Regions from separate parts of the Rattus norvegicus genome. Here region 1 is linked to region 2. Evidence: chromatin contacts called from public Hi-C data. All regions are on one chromosome and are shown on one strand. The core of a region is the stretch at or near the end of the contact, and the rest is flanking DNA. Distances in the headings are between cores, read along the strand shown.

Region 1 (6,838 bases), core at 3,463-5,962, 130 kb after region 2:
GGTTCGGTCCCCAGCTCCGAAAAAAAGAACCAAAAAAAAAAAAAAAAAAGAAAGAAAATACATGGGTTTACTTAGTAACAACACTTACTCAAGACAAATGTGAGGGAAACCAACTTCTTGTCTTCGCTTTTTAACAATAACAACAGCAACAACAATAACAAATGCTCACACTAGGGCACCCACTGACAAAAGGCACAGGCACCAGCAGCGTGGATGTCAAAGGCAAAGCTACTTTTGTACCAGAGTCTGGTCAGCTAGACCATCATGTGTGTGCGTGAGTGCGGTACAGGCCATGAGAGTTGGAAAACGAGAGAAACTGAAAGTCCAAACACCAACAAGCCTGCCTCTTGCTCTAGCACTAGCCAGCCACACTCACAGTGTGGAACTCATAGGGACTCTAACCAAAAAGGCTCATGGCTCTGGAACCTCACTTGGAGGACTCAGGTTATCCTGTTACACTGTCCTGTTGTTATATAACAAACAAACAAAAGTGTCCAGCCATATGTAGCGACCCATAGTGAACTCTAGTGAGCACAAGAGCCTTTATTTCCACTACTGGGTGGTGTGGTTGCCCTGGTCCTGCACAAGTGTGATAGCCTGAGAGCAGTAAATCGGGGGCAGCACTGGGAATTGAAAGGTTACCAGGTAGAGGTAAAACAGCAGACCAGAGACTGAAACCGCACTTCCAATGAGTCTCAGAGCCCTCGGGCAGGCGCTGTGAATGCAGTTTCCCTACCCAGATGCTCTGGACAAGTCAGGCTTGTATCCCAACGGGAGGAGACTCTGAGGACCAAATGCTCCACTCTTCCTCAAACCAGTGTGGTCAGAGCTTACTCACTGTTCCCACAGGATGGCAGCAGCCCCAGGGAGCAGGCACCCCTGGAAGACAGCTGCTAAAAATCCCTTCGGCATGTCACATAGCCACATAGGAGTAAGTGAAATGACTCTGGTGTGGGTGAGGGTGTGCCTTAAGCACTCTTTGTGGACATTTTCTTTCAGGAATAACTCACTCTGGATTCTAAGTAATCTTGCTGCTACGAGAAGATGGGGATTGGCCCACCCGGCTCTCCTAGAGCTCTACACCTTGACCGAACAACGGTGATGAATTGTGATGTCAATCTTCATAGGAAGAAAGACGCTCGCATGAACCAGGGGAAGTGTGTGTAACCTGGATACAACAGCATCACAATCTGGACTAAACTCACCTCCGAGGAGGTATCTCAGCCCAAGGCTGAGGCTGCTAAGACACGGTTTACCATGGAAGGCTGAATTACCAACGGAGTTCAGAATCCAAAGGTGCCTCTTGCTTAAGGAGGGGAAGATGAGAACCAGACGGCCATGTTGGTCATTCTGTGTACCTAATCAAATCCCAAAACATGAGGACATCTGTGAGGCAGGAAACCAAACCCCGACAAATAGAATACCGGAAAAACTCACCAGTCAGCTGAGGCACGTTTACAGCAGTGCTACCTGGGGCAGGAGGGAGGCGGGACTGTTTTCCTCCTGTGACCTTACAACTTGAATATTACTGCGGATGTTTTAGGGCTCGCCTGCATAAGAGTGGCCACATCTTATCTAATGTATATAAATGTTATGTTCCAGGCTTAGAAGGCAGACTAGCTTCTGACAAGCTGAGTTCCCTCTAACCCTGGCTACTGGTTCCTAAGTAGGCATTTACTATTTCAGAAGGAGGTTGAGTCAGAGACTTCCTCTAACTAGAATAGACCACACGAGTGACAGGGTGTTCATTTGATTCTCATCACTGCTTCCTTCTCAATCTGCACATCATTCAGACCCACATCCATAGTCTCCAAAGCCTCTCACGACTCTAGAGACTGACTCATCCAAACGGAAGGCATCAAGTTCAAGACTGGCCAACTTTTTTTTGACCACATCTAGCTCCAGTCTTTGCAGTATCATTTGACAGCTATCTTTCATATGTGTATATATGTGTGAATATATACATACATGCATACATATATATTAGCTTAAACCACACATAGGTAAACAAATGCCAACTAGTTAAAATTTCAGAAAATACTAGAAGAATAGAAAATATTGATTTAAGGGGGGGGGGACCCTAAAAAAAAAAAGACCGTTTATGTTAAATGGAAAACTTGGGATCCTTAACTTTAGGTAGCATCTGTTGTTGTTGTTGTTGTTGTTGTTTTGGTTCTTTTTTTCGGAGCTGGGGACCGAACCCAGTGCCTTGCGCTTCCTAGGCAAGTGCTCTACCACTGAGCTAAATTCCCAACCCCTAGCATCTGGTTTTTTATCACGAACTATGAACAGAAGAAGTCCAAATGCTGCTCACATGTGACAGGCACATCAGGGCCACAGCCAGGTAGATGACGCGGGAAGGGTCTCATGGCTACTTGAGGGAGGAGGGTGAGGGTACCACAGGCGTTTTCAGAACAGAGCCAAGAGCGCAATACATCATCCCAAGCGCAAAGCAAGCGCTCCGACAAGGGCTGCGCTGGACTCTTTTAACCTAGTGAAAAGCCTACATTTACAGAGAACTTCAGAGCATCGATGGTTCTGCTTAGCCTTGCCAAAATAATCAAGTAGAATGAAGCAAAACAAACAGCCCACAACAAGCCTTGCCCGCCGCCCCGGCCGGTCCTGATTTACCGCCCATCGCAGTCGAGCGGCTTGTCCCGCTCGGGCAACGCAAAATGTCTTCCAAAGGCCCAATGATGACATCACATTTTATACTCCTCCTGCTGGTATCTGTCCCACCTGAACGCTGTCAGGCCCTTGGTTCTTATCCACTGGGGAACACCATAAGGCAAATGATTTAGCCCTTTAGTCTGTCTTTAAATCTTCCCAATGAAAGATGATTTACAATTAGGCTCTGAAAATATGAGCGCCCCCAAGCCTGGAAAGTATCAGTCTGAAGGTAGGTATCTTAAATCAAGGCAAAGGACTCCGCTCCACAGAACCCGGTTTTAGAAAACTAGGGCTGTGGGTGGGGGTCCTGTTAATAAATTACAAAGAGTTCACAGGGTATGTGTGAGTTCAGCTGGTGTTGGTTGAGGGACCACCAGATTCCCCACAGTGAGCCAGGAAGGGGGGGGGTAGAATGGCCGTTTCAACACAAAATGGCAGAAAGTGCCAGAAAATTGTCACATAGAAATAATTTTCCTTAAGGAAAAAAATATATATTTTGGAGTAATCTGATAAGTTGGAATAGGACCGGAGGCTTGTTGGAGTCTTTGAAAGACTTATCCATGGTTTGTTCCGAATTAAGGTCACTTTTTATGGCCAGAATTCTCCAATTAATTTAAAAGCTTGACCAGTTGGGATGATGAAGTTTGGGGGGCCTTCACAGTCATTGAAAGTCTTTGGCTCCCTTCTCTGTAATTAGCAAAACACTTGCTGTTCAGAGGGGTTTGTCTTGCTTTGGTTTTGGCTTTAATCTGATATCTCTTTAATTTCTTAACTATTATTATTTAATATGTATGGGTGTTTTTCCTACACGTATGCATGGGCACCAGGTGTGTGCCTTACGGCCCAGGAAGCGGGAAGACTAGAAAGAGTTACAGATGGTTGTAAGCAGCCATGCTGATGCCGGGAATCAAACCCGGGTCCACTGGAAGAGCAGGCAGTGCTCTATGCTACTGATCCATCTATCTCTTCAGCTCCACCTTCAGTGATCTTATCCCCACACAGTAGAGAAAGGGGGAAAACCACGGTGCAGATCCTGGACTTGAGCTCGTGCTGTGTAACACATGACAGAGAGTCAGAGACAACACAGTCACACACAGTCTACTCCATGAGCTCATTTTCCTTATGCCCAAGACAAGAACACCACCAAGTGTCTCTAGAAAGTCATTTCAGTTGAAAATCCTGAGTTCTAGACTAAGGATGGCCGTGTACCTCAGACTGCTAATCAATGCCATGAGGCGGCCTAACTGACTGAATATTCAAATGAAAGCCTAAAGGCTAAGAAACCAGGAAACTTAAAAACTTGACATTAACAAAACTAGACAGATAAAAATCTTTCAGAGAGATCACACAGAAAATGCCATCGCCGTGGGGATGTGTGTGTGTATGAACCCACTTCAGAAATAAAAGGCAGACAAAGGGAAACAGAACAGTAGGACAAGGGGCCACACGCCTGCAGTCCCACATTCAAGAGGCTGAGGCAGAGGGTCGAAAGTTCAAGACCAGCCTGGACCACATGGTGAAACAAACAAATGAGAGACAGAGAGAGAGACAGACAGACAGACAGAGACAGAGAGAAACAGAGACAGAGAGAAACAGAGACAGAGACAGAGAGACAGAGACAGAGAGAGACAGAATATACAAATACATAAATCATAAGAAATATGGAGAAGGGCTGGAGAGATGGTTCAGAGGTTAAAAGCACCAACTGTTCTTCCAGAGGTCTTGAGTTCAATTCCCAGCAACCACATGGTGGCTCACAACCATTTATAATGGAATCTGATTCCCTCTTCTGGTGTCTGTAGATAGCTACAGTGTACTCATATAAATAAAATAAATAAATCTTAAAAAAAAGAATTACAGACAAAACCAGTGTTATAATAATGACTCTTTTACAGTGTGAATAAAGAGAGCTTTTCAAAAAAAGAGAGAGAGGGACAGAGAGGGGGTATTATATTTAAACTGTGTCCAGAGGAAGCCAGGTAGCAGCTAGAACACAGAACTTAGGACCTAGAGGACAAAGGCTCTTTCTACTCTGCTATCCATGAGGAATGCCTGGCATAGAAGCCAAGTCTATGCACCTCCCCCTTACGCTGGTGTACTTGATCTGTAGTAGGAAGGGGTGGGACTACGTGATCTCTCACGTTCCTTAGAGAGCTATAGTCTAAAATTCAACATTATTGATTGAAGTTAGTTGGAGCTCAAAGGCGGTCCTAACAGGTGAACTCGTAGCAAATATCCAGGTTAGACAAAGGGTATTCTTGTCAAGCTCTCTTGAATCTGTGGCAGAGGACAAGTTCCACAAACTACACGCCTTCCCCAATGTTTGCTCAGCCTGCTTCTTTTATGCCACCCAGGAGCATCTGCCAAGGGATGGATCCGCCCATGGTGGTCCTCCATATCAATCAGTAATCAAGACAATGTCCCCCTCAGACTCACTTATCTACAGGCCAATCTGATGGAGGCATTTCCTAACTGAGGTTCCTGGGGACTCTGGCTAATGTAAAGTTGACCCCCCCGCCCCCACAAAAGGAAGAAAATTAACCAGAGACACCGGCAAACTCTTTAGGATCTAATCAGAATTCAATAGAAGTGCTGTTGGATCCTGTATTTAAGGGAATGACTGACTGGGCACAAGGAGGGTGGGCAACAGAGACCGTCTGTCCATAGGAGACAACATTTAAACTACATGTTGACAGAAGATATAGGATTCATTGATGAAGAAATACAAACAAAGGGGTCCAGGTAGATGACTGGAAAAAAAGTGATCTAGAATGAAACTATGAAGGAGAGCTAAGTCCGATCAGTAGACGTTGAGGAGAACGGTGATCGAGCAATAGTTAAATCTTAACTGTTTGAGCCAGATAAGGGGAGGGGCCATCTCCACTAACACAGTGCTAAGGAGGTGGTGGGTAAACTGGCGAATCTCAAGGTTAAGTCCCACAAGTTAGCGCAGTTGTGTTTATCTTGCTGCAAAGGAAACTAAGAGAATAGAAAATGGATCCTTTCATAGCTTAAGAACAGACTAAAGTAGTTTGGGGACATCAAATGGCTTTAAAAAAAACATTTTATATCTTTGTGTCCTAAAATGGTCAGCATTACATATAACGAATTGCCCCATAGACTCTGCAGCTAAAATCTAGTTTGGATCAGGTGTACTGGTACATGCCTGCCATCCCAGTGCTTGGGTAGGAGGCTGAGGCAGGAGGATCACAAGCTCAAGGTTAGCAGACTAATTATCAGTGATAACCCTCTTCATCTTGTTTTTCCATTTTTGTGTGGTATCTGCATGTGTTTGCATGTGTGTGTGTGTGTGTGTGTGTGTGTGTGTGTGTGTGTGTGTGTGTGAGAGAGAGAGAGAGAGAGAGAGAGAGAGAGAGAGAGAGAGAGAGAGTAGGCCAAAGTTTGATTTGGGGAATCATTTTGATCAGTCTTTTTATTTATTTATTGAGTCAAGGCCTCTCAATCAACCCCAGAGCTAGCTGATATTGTTAGTCTCAGTGACCACAATTGCTCTGGCGATCCCATCTCCACTTTCAGAGGATAGAAATACAGGCAGGCTAACACACTGATCCACTATTTACATGGGTTCTGGGATGGCTAAAGCAAGAGGAGTGCCATAAGTTCGAGGCTAACCTGGACCACAAAGTGAGTTTTGGACTTCTCTGGGTTCCAGTGTGAGTCTCTTATAACAAGGTAAAATAAGGAAGGCAGAGAGACGGTTTGTGGGTAAAGATGCATGCTGGGTAGGTCTAGGGGCCCGAGGTTGACTCCTGGAACCCACATAACAAGACAGATGCAGAGGTGCACATCTGTAACACCAAACCCCTCCAGGGAGGTGGAACTGGAGCCTGAAGTTCCCAGGCCATCGGGAGGGTGCAGGAAGCAGTAAGAGAGAGCCGGTCTTAAACCGGGTGGAAGGAGAGAAAACCACTCCAGAAAAAGTTGCCCTCTGACCCTCACGGGCACACCATGGCACGCCCTCGCACATATGTGTAAATTTAAAAAGAACTAACGGAACTCAGTGCTCCTTGCCAGTGGCAGGAAGCTGCAGACAATGCTAGCGTTTCTTTCTGCTTTCAGACCTATCTGCCTCATTCGCATCTTTGCCCAGCACATCCTTCGGGCTCACTTCCCAAGGTGGCATATATTTACCCCCTCCTCTGTCATG
Region 2 (6,784 bases), core at 1,513-4,012:
TTCCCAGAAGATACAAATTCGTATTAATTTATTCGAAGGTGTACATTGCTGTGTACATATATTTAGAGATTAACTCATAGCATTTAATTTTTTTTTCATTTTACATGAGCATCTATATTGTACAGGGTCCCGGGATCCTTGGCTGCTGGGGTAGGGGGAGGCACCGAACCCCAGGGAAGGCCCACCCCGCGGGCCCCTCAGCCTCTGCGCCCCGGTTTTGCCCGCCCAGCCCACGGGCCCCACCTCAGGTTTTCACTTTTTGCTCCAGAGGGAGAACGAAGCGAGAAAATAATAAAAACGCTACCATGCGAAGTGACCCGCACTGTGCGCTCTGTGGGTCGCGCGGGGCTGGGGCTCTGTGGGCGCTGAAGAAGGAACTGAGGCGGGGACATGGGCGCCCCTATCTGGCCCGCAGCTGCACCTCGGCGACCGCGGCTTCACAGCCGGGCCGCGTGCAGAGCCGCGAGCCCCCGAGGCGCCGGCGTCGGCGCCTGGCTCAGGCCGGGCCTGGAGGCGCCGCTCCGTCCCGCAGCCCCCGACACCCAGGCCCGTGACCCTGGCTCCCTCTGCTGGCCACTCTGTGTGACCGCAGCTCCTGCCACTCCAAGGCACCTAGTCGCGGGAGTCACGCAAAGCGAAGCAGAGTGGCCTGGTCTCCCGACTCCCTTTCTAGGACACTGTGGACCCGCTCATCACCCCACTTTCAAACTTCCTGGGTACATGATCTGGGAAACTGGTCCCTGCCCTTTTCACTTTCTCTCTCTCTCTGTGTGTGTGTGTGTGTGTGTGTGTGTGTGTGTGTGTGTGTGTGTGTTGGGGAGGAGATAGTGGCCATCTTTCTTCAATATCACGGACTCCAGAATAATGTCCCATCACTTTGCCTTCTGGAATCATTCGGTGTTTGAGCTGCTGGGAAAGTCTGACTTTAAAAACCCCTCAGAGCTCATTTATCTCCTGGAGTGAGAGTGTGGGTCATTCCCCTCCTTGCCTCAACTTGCTGGCGACTTTCAAAGGAGTCCTACCGTGTCCCACTGGTCCCACTGGGCTGGTGCTTCCCTAAGACCCCCTTCTGTTAAGGAGAGCTAGGTTCTCCCATCCACTTCGCTCCAGAAGGCCATGGTGATAACCTCATCCTTCTGGCAGGTGCCTCAGTGCTCAACCAAGGCGGTCAGTAAAGGGGGAGCTGACTACTTCAACATGTCCCTGGGTTTGTGGTCGTTGAGCGCCCACCCCGTCTTCATCCCTTTACATTTAGGAGGTTTTGACATCCAACCCCAAAATGTTGCTTGTTAGGCACTGTGTACCTCTGCGGGTGTATGGCTTCCCACTCGTGCAGGGACATCGGGGATAGTGATTTGAAGAGGAGGGTGAAGATGTAGGTAGAATTGAAAGTTTCAGGAACTCCAAATGCTCAGGTCACCTTCCTGGGCTGACACACTGCAAGCAAAACACTTTGTCCATCTTTACCTGGGAGAGGGCTGCCTCGAGTTTCCCTGGGCTGAGGAGAAGAGAGTGTGGAGTGTGTGTGCCTGTGTGTGGTGTGGTGTGGTGTGGTGCGCGTGTGTGTGCGTGTGCGTGCGTGTGTGTGCGTGCGTGCGTGCGTGCGTGTGTGTGTGTGTGTGTGTGTGTGTGTGTGTGTGTGTGTAGACGATCTCACCCTAACCCTAGATGAGCTACTCTGCTCAGCTTGGACTGACTGCGGCAATGTGGTCCATGAGCCAAGCAGGAACAAGGAAAGTCCCTCCCTACTTCGCAATCTCTCCCAATCTCTGCGTTTATTCGAAGTCGCTTTTGGTTGAAAGGGCCGGTAAAATTCACAGAGCAAGGTGTGCCCTGGCTTCTTGCGGCCTCTCCTCTCGCTTTCTACCTGGAAAGAATGCTGGCTGTTTGGCTGTGGGATCCCCCTCGGCATGCGGACACCAGGGGGCAGCACATGCGGTGGTGGGCAAAGCCGCAGCAGCTCCGGCGGGGTGCTATTGCAGATCTGCAGCGCAATTTGGAGAATCCTCCCAGCCTCTTGCTTTCGGCCTTACACACACCCCTCCCGGGGTTGCCACCCCAGTGCTCCGCTGGGCCCCAGCTGCAAGGCCAAGTGCAGATTGGGGGGAGATCCTGCGGCCGATGGGCTGGGCCTTGTCCCAGACAAAGGTCTGGCCACTCCCAGGCCCAATTAAGCCACCAGCCTTCCCAGCCTTCCAGCCTTCATTGTCTCTGGGGTCGCCAATTAGCTCAGGCGCCCGCGTACCCGCTGCTCCGGTGCCCCACGGCCTTAACCCTTCGAAGGACCTGCCACCAGGGCACCTTGGATAACAAATCCGGCAGCAGAGGGACATGTGTGAGCTATGAGTGTCGAGGGGCCGTTGAGGCATGTTAAGTGGGTGACCAAGCGTGTCGCCAAGAGTCTCTATGGGGAGTGTGGGGTCTGAGAAAATTGTGTGCGCTGGTTTAGGACTGGGTGTGATTCACCGGAGAACTCGAAGATTCAGAATTTGGGGGCACGGTGAGACCCCTAGCGACTCAACTGAATGGATCCCGAGGTGTTGGACACTGCATTTCCCAGGCGGTTAATTCGAGGCTTCCGAACCCTCAAGCCATTTCTTCCCTCCAAACTTCCCGGCTGCAGCGGAGGGCTTCTGAGCCTCGGAAGTAGGCCCTGCCTTCCCGGAGGGCGTGGAACCGGGCTCAGCCTTCCCAGTGGGCTGCGGATTCACGGGCGTGGGGAGGAGCAAGCCGCGCGGGCTTCTCCGGGACTGCGGTCTCCGACTCCGAGGCTCAGGCCCCGCCCCTCCTGGGCTCAGGCCCCGCCTCTCCAGAAGAAGGCAGCCGGGGAGGGACTGGTTTGGGAGAAATTGGAGTTGCAACTCTGAGCCCTTCTTCCCACGTTGGGAACGACTCTAAAGCCAAATTTGCTTTCTTCTTCCATCCTCCCATCCTCCCTCCGCCTCTCCGCCCTTGACCGCGAAGTTTGGAACACTGTCCCGGTAGGCTAAGTCCAGCCAAGGGTGAAGAGTCTCGGCTGTAAGCCTTAGGCGTCAGTGGCGAGAGCAACCCCGAGCATTGGAAGGGGCTGGGCGCTCCGGGTGACCTCAGAGCATTGCGCTGCGTCCTCCGGAAAGCAGGCAGGTTGCCCCACAGGGGAAGTGTTGGTGCCTGGAAACTGTTTTTCCCTCCGAGTTTCTTTTGGGCCCCCTTGGGGCGAGTGTCTGTCTATCGGGTTTGTTGGGGCCAAAGACCTCGAACTAACGCCCCTTTGCCTTGGCTGTTCCGGATCCCAGAGCCTTCCCAGGTCCCAGGCCGCAGAAACTTCCCCACATGTCCACGAGATGGCGCTCCAGGCCAGGGGCCGGTCTGCAGCCGGTCAGCACGCCCTGCCAGAGCTTGAGGTGCACTGAATCCAGGGAAATGGGCACCGGGAGGAGCCTTAGACCCATTGTAGGTCCAGGCCCAGAGACTTGAGAGGGGCTACCGACTTTGGGCACCGATTAGAGAGCTCAAAGCTTGATGCGGGGTCTTCTCGGAGCTGCCCTGCAGTGCCAGCGCCCAGAAGCAATGACCTTCTATGTGCCTGGCTGGGCTCGGATCCTTCTTGAGACAGGGAAGGTGCCTCTGTCCTTCCTGGCCTCTCTGAAACAGTCAGGGCTGGGATCTATGGGCACTGGAAAACATGCCTCTGGCCCTTTTGGTGTAAGGCTCCACTGGACCATGCAAGCTTGGGTGTAAGGGTTGGTTAAGACATTCCTCAGCTCCTACCGCCACCTCCTCAGCCTCACCCAGCTCCTCAAGGTCACACAAGAGACTGTTCCATATACACCAGGGACCGGTGTACTTGAGGACCAAGGGTATAATCTTTCAAGACCACCAAAGGTCCTGGAGGGGCTTTGGGTCTCCAGTTGTTCCCTCTAAAGGAGGTGCTGAATAAGAACGGCGTAGGGGGTGAGCAACCAGAAGTTGAGTCCGGTTTCAGCTGGATACTCCACACGGGTAAAGAGGGGAGGCCTGGTAGCTAAGAAATGGCACATTCAGGGCTGGAGAGATGGCTCAGCGGTTAAGAGCACTGACTGATCCTCCAGAGGTCCTGCAACCACATGGTGGCTCACAACCATCTGTAATGAGATCTGATGCCCTCTTCTGGTGTGTCTGAAAAAAGAAATGGCACACTCAGAGTGGGGGAGATTCTTGGAAGCTAAGTACCAGAGGTTCCAGCAGCTCGACATCCAGGCAGAATAAGTCTACACACACTTTTTTAAGAGCACAAGGACAGAAGCTCACCCAGCTCCCATCAGTCTTGCACCTCTTCCATAACTTGCTGCCTAACCCCAGCCAGAGTGTCAGCATCGTTCCCCTTCAGGGTATATCAGAGAGGATGAACCCCTTGGTAATGTAGTCATTTGATGACCATCTATTGCAAAGTAGATACTGAGCAGGAAAACTGAACGCGAGATAAGTGCAAGGCCAAACTTGGCTTCTAGCTTTGAGACTCTAAACAATTCGACTTTCTTTTCTGGGCTCCAGAAGAAATTCTAGTTGGCAAAGTAAATGGTGTGGACTAGAACCAAAATGATATGTGAGAGATTAGTTGAAGCACCCCTGTCCCCAACCTTAACCACTCCTGACAAGGACCTAACCCCTGAGGAACCTGGGCCTGAGAGACAGGCAGAGCCACTCACAGACCTTGGGAACTTTGACTGTTGCTAAGATTCTTGGAGTGGGGTCAGGACTGGTGGCCTGGATGAATTCCCAATTAGGAAATAACATTCCAGGTTCTGAAACCCTCAGGGAACCAGCTGGCTCCAGCTGCCTCCAGTCCCCATGGGATGTGGCTGTCACAGTTCAATCTTCCCACCACGCTGTGTTGGGAGGGGGCACATCCTATGTGTTGTGAGGTGACTTTGGCCCTCCAGCACCATGGGGTCGCTGACAGACTGGGTGCAGGTTCTCCCAAAAGAGAGAAAGCGGTACCCGTGGAAGGCCTTCTGGGGCCCTTCTTAAAGGGTACCCTCTAGATCTGGGCTACTTACATGGGCTCAGTCCTTCCCTGAACTGAAGCCTTCATGGTATTCAAAGTACTTTCTCATGAGGGCTGGCTCTCAGTGAAGGTCAAGTCAGGGGCAGTGAAGTGATCATGAACCATGGAGGATGACATTGGGGTTCAGAGAAATGAAGGGCTTCAGGCTATCCAGTAAATAAAGGATAAGGCTCTTTCACAATCCAGTGGGCAGGGCCCTTGGCAGCAGTAGCTAATGAGGTGATGGTGGGTATAAGTCAGGCTCCCTGCTGGGAAAGGACAAAAGGGCTGGGTGCATGACCTCTGCCACCAGCCGGATGCTGAGCCTTGGGGTCCTGGCCAGAATCTGGCTGTAGGAGAAGTGGCCCGAATTAAAGACAAGCCCAGGAGACCAAGATGGGTGCTGGCTTCACATCCGTCTAGTGGGGGAAACGTAGGCATGGCCCATCTTCACTCTTGTTTTTATTTCTTGCAGAGAACAGGATGTCCTCTGGCTCTATGGCCACTGCTCCTCAGCTTGACAAGGGGAGCTGTGGACCACCCACTCCATGCCAAACACATTTCTTTCTCATTCTTGCAATGGGAACTTCCGTCTCAGAGAGAAAAAAACAAGGCTTAGACCTGTTCCGGATCAAGAGAGGTCACAGAATCTTCCCAAGCCAGTGCTCCTTCCCAGAGCCCTGAGGATTCCTGCTCTATGGTCTCTGGGCATTAGAGTCCCCAGGTCATGATGGCATGTCATAGGGTAATTTTTATTTAGTCCCAGAGCACATGCTTAATCCTTTCTTCTTGTCCCCACCCAGGACGTTCCTCTCTTCTCAGAGCAGCTGTCTCTGCTCTTAGGCTCTCCTAGTTCACCCATAAGATTTCTGGTCACATCACTGATATCCTGCCCAGCAGACGCCTCTTAGGTCTGAGCAAGTCATCCTTCACCCCCTCCACCACATCTCCACCGCCCTCATCCAGGCTCATGGAGAGACTACACACACACCAATAGCCTCAGATCTGCATTTGTATAGGTGCCCTTCCCACTGGACCACAGGCTAACACAGTCCTGCAAACGCAGACACTTGTTTACACACACCTACACTTAGGTGTGGGGGGAGCAGAGGCAGGAGAATAAAGAGTCTGAGGTTGGCTGAGTGCGATGCCTCATACCAGTCATCACAGCATTTAGGAGGCTGAGGCAGGGGTATTGCCAATAGATGAAAGCAGGCCTGGATTATACAGATTCCCTCTTCCAACACCAACACCAACACACACACATGCACACACGCACGCACACATGCACACACACACACACACACACACAGAGAGAGAGAGAGAGAGAGAGAGAGAGAGAGAGACAGAGACAGAGACAGAGACAGAGAGACAGAGAGAGAGCACACTGGGCTACCCTACACAATTTAATGAGATCCTGTCTTAAAGACAAACAGGTGGGCTCTCCCCTGCCCCTGCCTGGGGCTCAATCTTTTCCTACCAGACCCCATGCACTGCCATGTCTCCTCTGGGGAGGACATATATTTCATCAAATCTCTGTGACCTACAAGATCATTGACTCCCTTAAGGCAGAGTTGGTGTCTCTTTCGCTCATTGCTGGGACACCAGACCAAACACTGCTCAAACAAATAAGAGGGGTACAGAAAGCATTTGAACAGGAAATGAATGAGTAAATGAACCAATGAATGAATTTTACCATCTGAAGGCGAGGCCTGCAGGAGAATCCCTCCAGGACTCTAGCCCTGGACCAAAGGTCGTCTTCCAAGCCCACTTGGAGTC

What was found. A called contact is a pair of places that touch in the nucleus more often than the background predicts.
Region 1: a contact with region 2 is called in a Hi-C map of kidney, with 4 times the contacts expected there. The contact joins two enhancer-like sites. A contact is called at or near these places in 12 of 12 Hi-C or Micro-C datasets (the A7r5 cell line, the Rat2 cell line, Schwann cells and 7 more) and 1 of 1 datasets of contacts at active chromatin or transcription factors (oligodendrocytes).

Annotation. Positions count from the first base shown.
Region 1 is chr10:71,318,994-71,325,831 of GRCr8, forward strand. The region is part of intron 1 of LOC134480843 (large ribosomal subunit protein eL21-like); the gene reads right to left. Among named protein-coding and RNA genes, the nearest start is that of Tbx4, 94 kb to the left of the region's middle. Within about 2 kb of position 4,713, at least 1 of the 93 cell types and tissues checked has an H3K27ac peak or open chromatin away from gene starts, as enhancers often do. A contact at or near this core is called in kidney, where this site is marked.
Region 2 is chr10:71,185,964-71,192,747 of GRCr8, forward strand. The region is part of intron 1 of LOC134480843 (large ribosomal subunit protein eL21-like); the gene reads right to left. Tbx2 (T-box transcription factor 2) reads left to right here. Exons shown (of 7, transcript NM_001401806.1): 7 at 1-312. Among named protein-coding and RNA genes, the nearest start is that of Tbx2, 12 kb to the left of the region's middle. Within about 2 kb of position 2,763, at least 48 of the 93 cell types and tissues checked have an H3K27ac peak or open chromatin away from gene starts, as enhancers often do. A contact at or near this core is called in kidney, where this site is marked.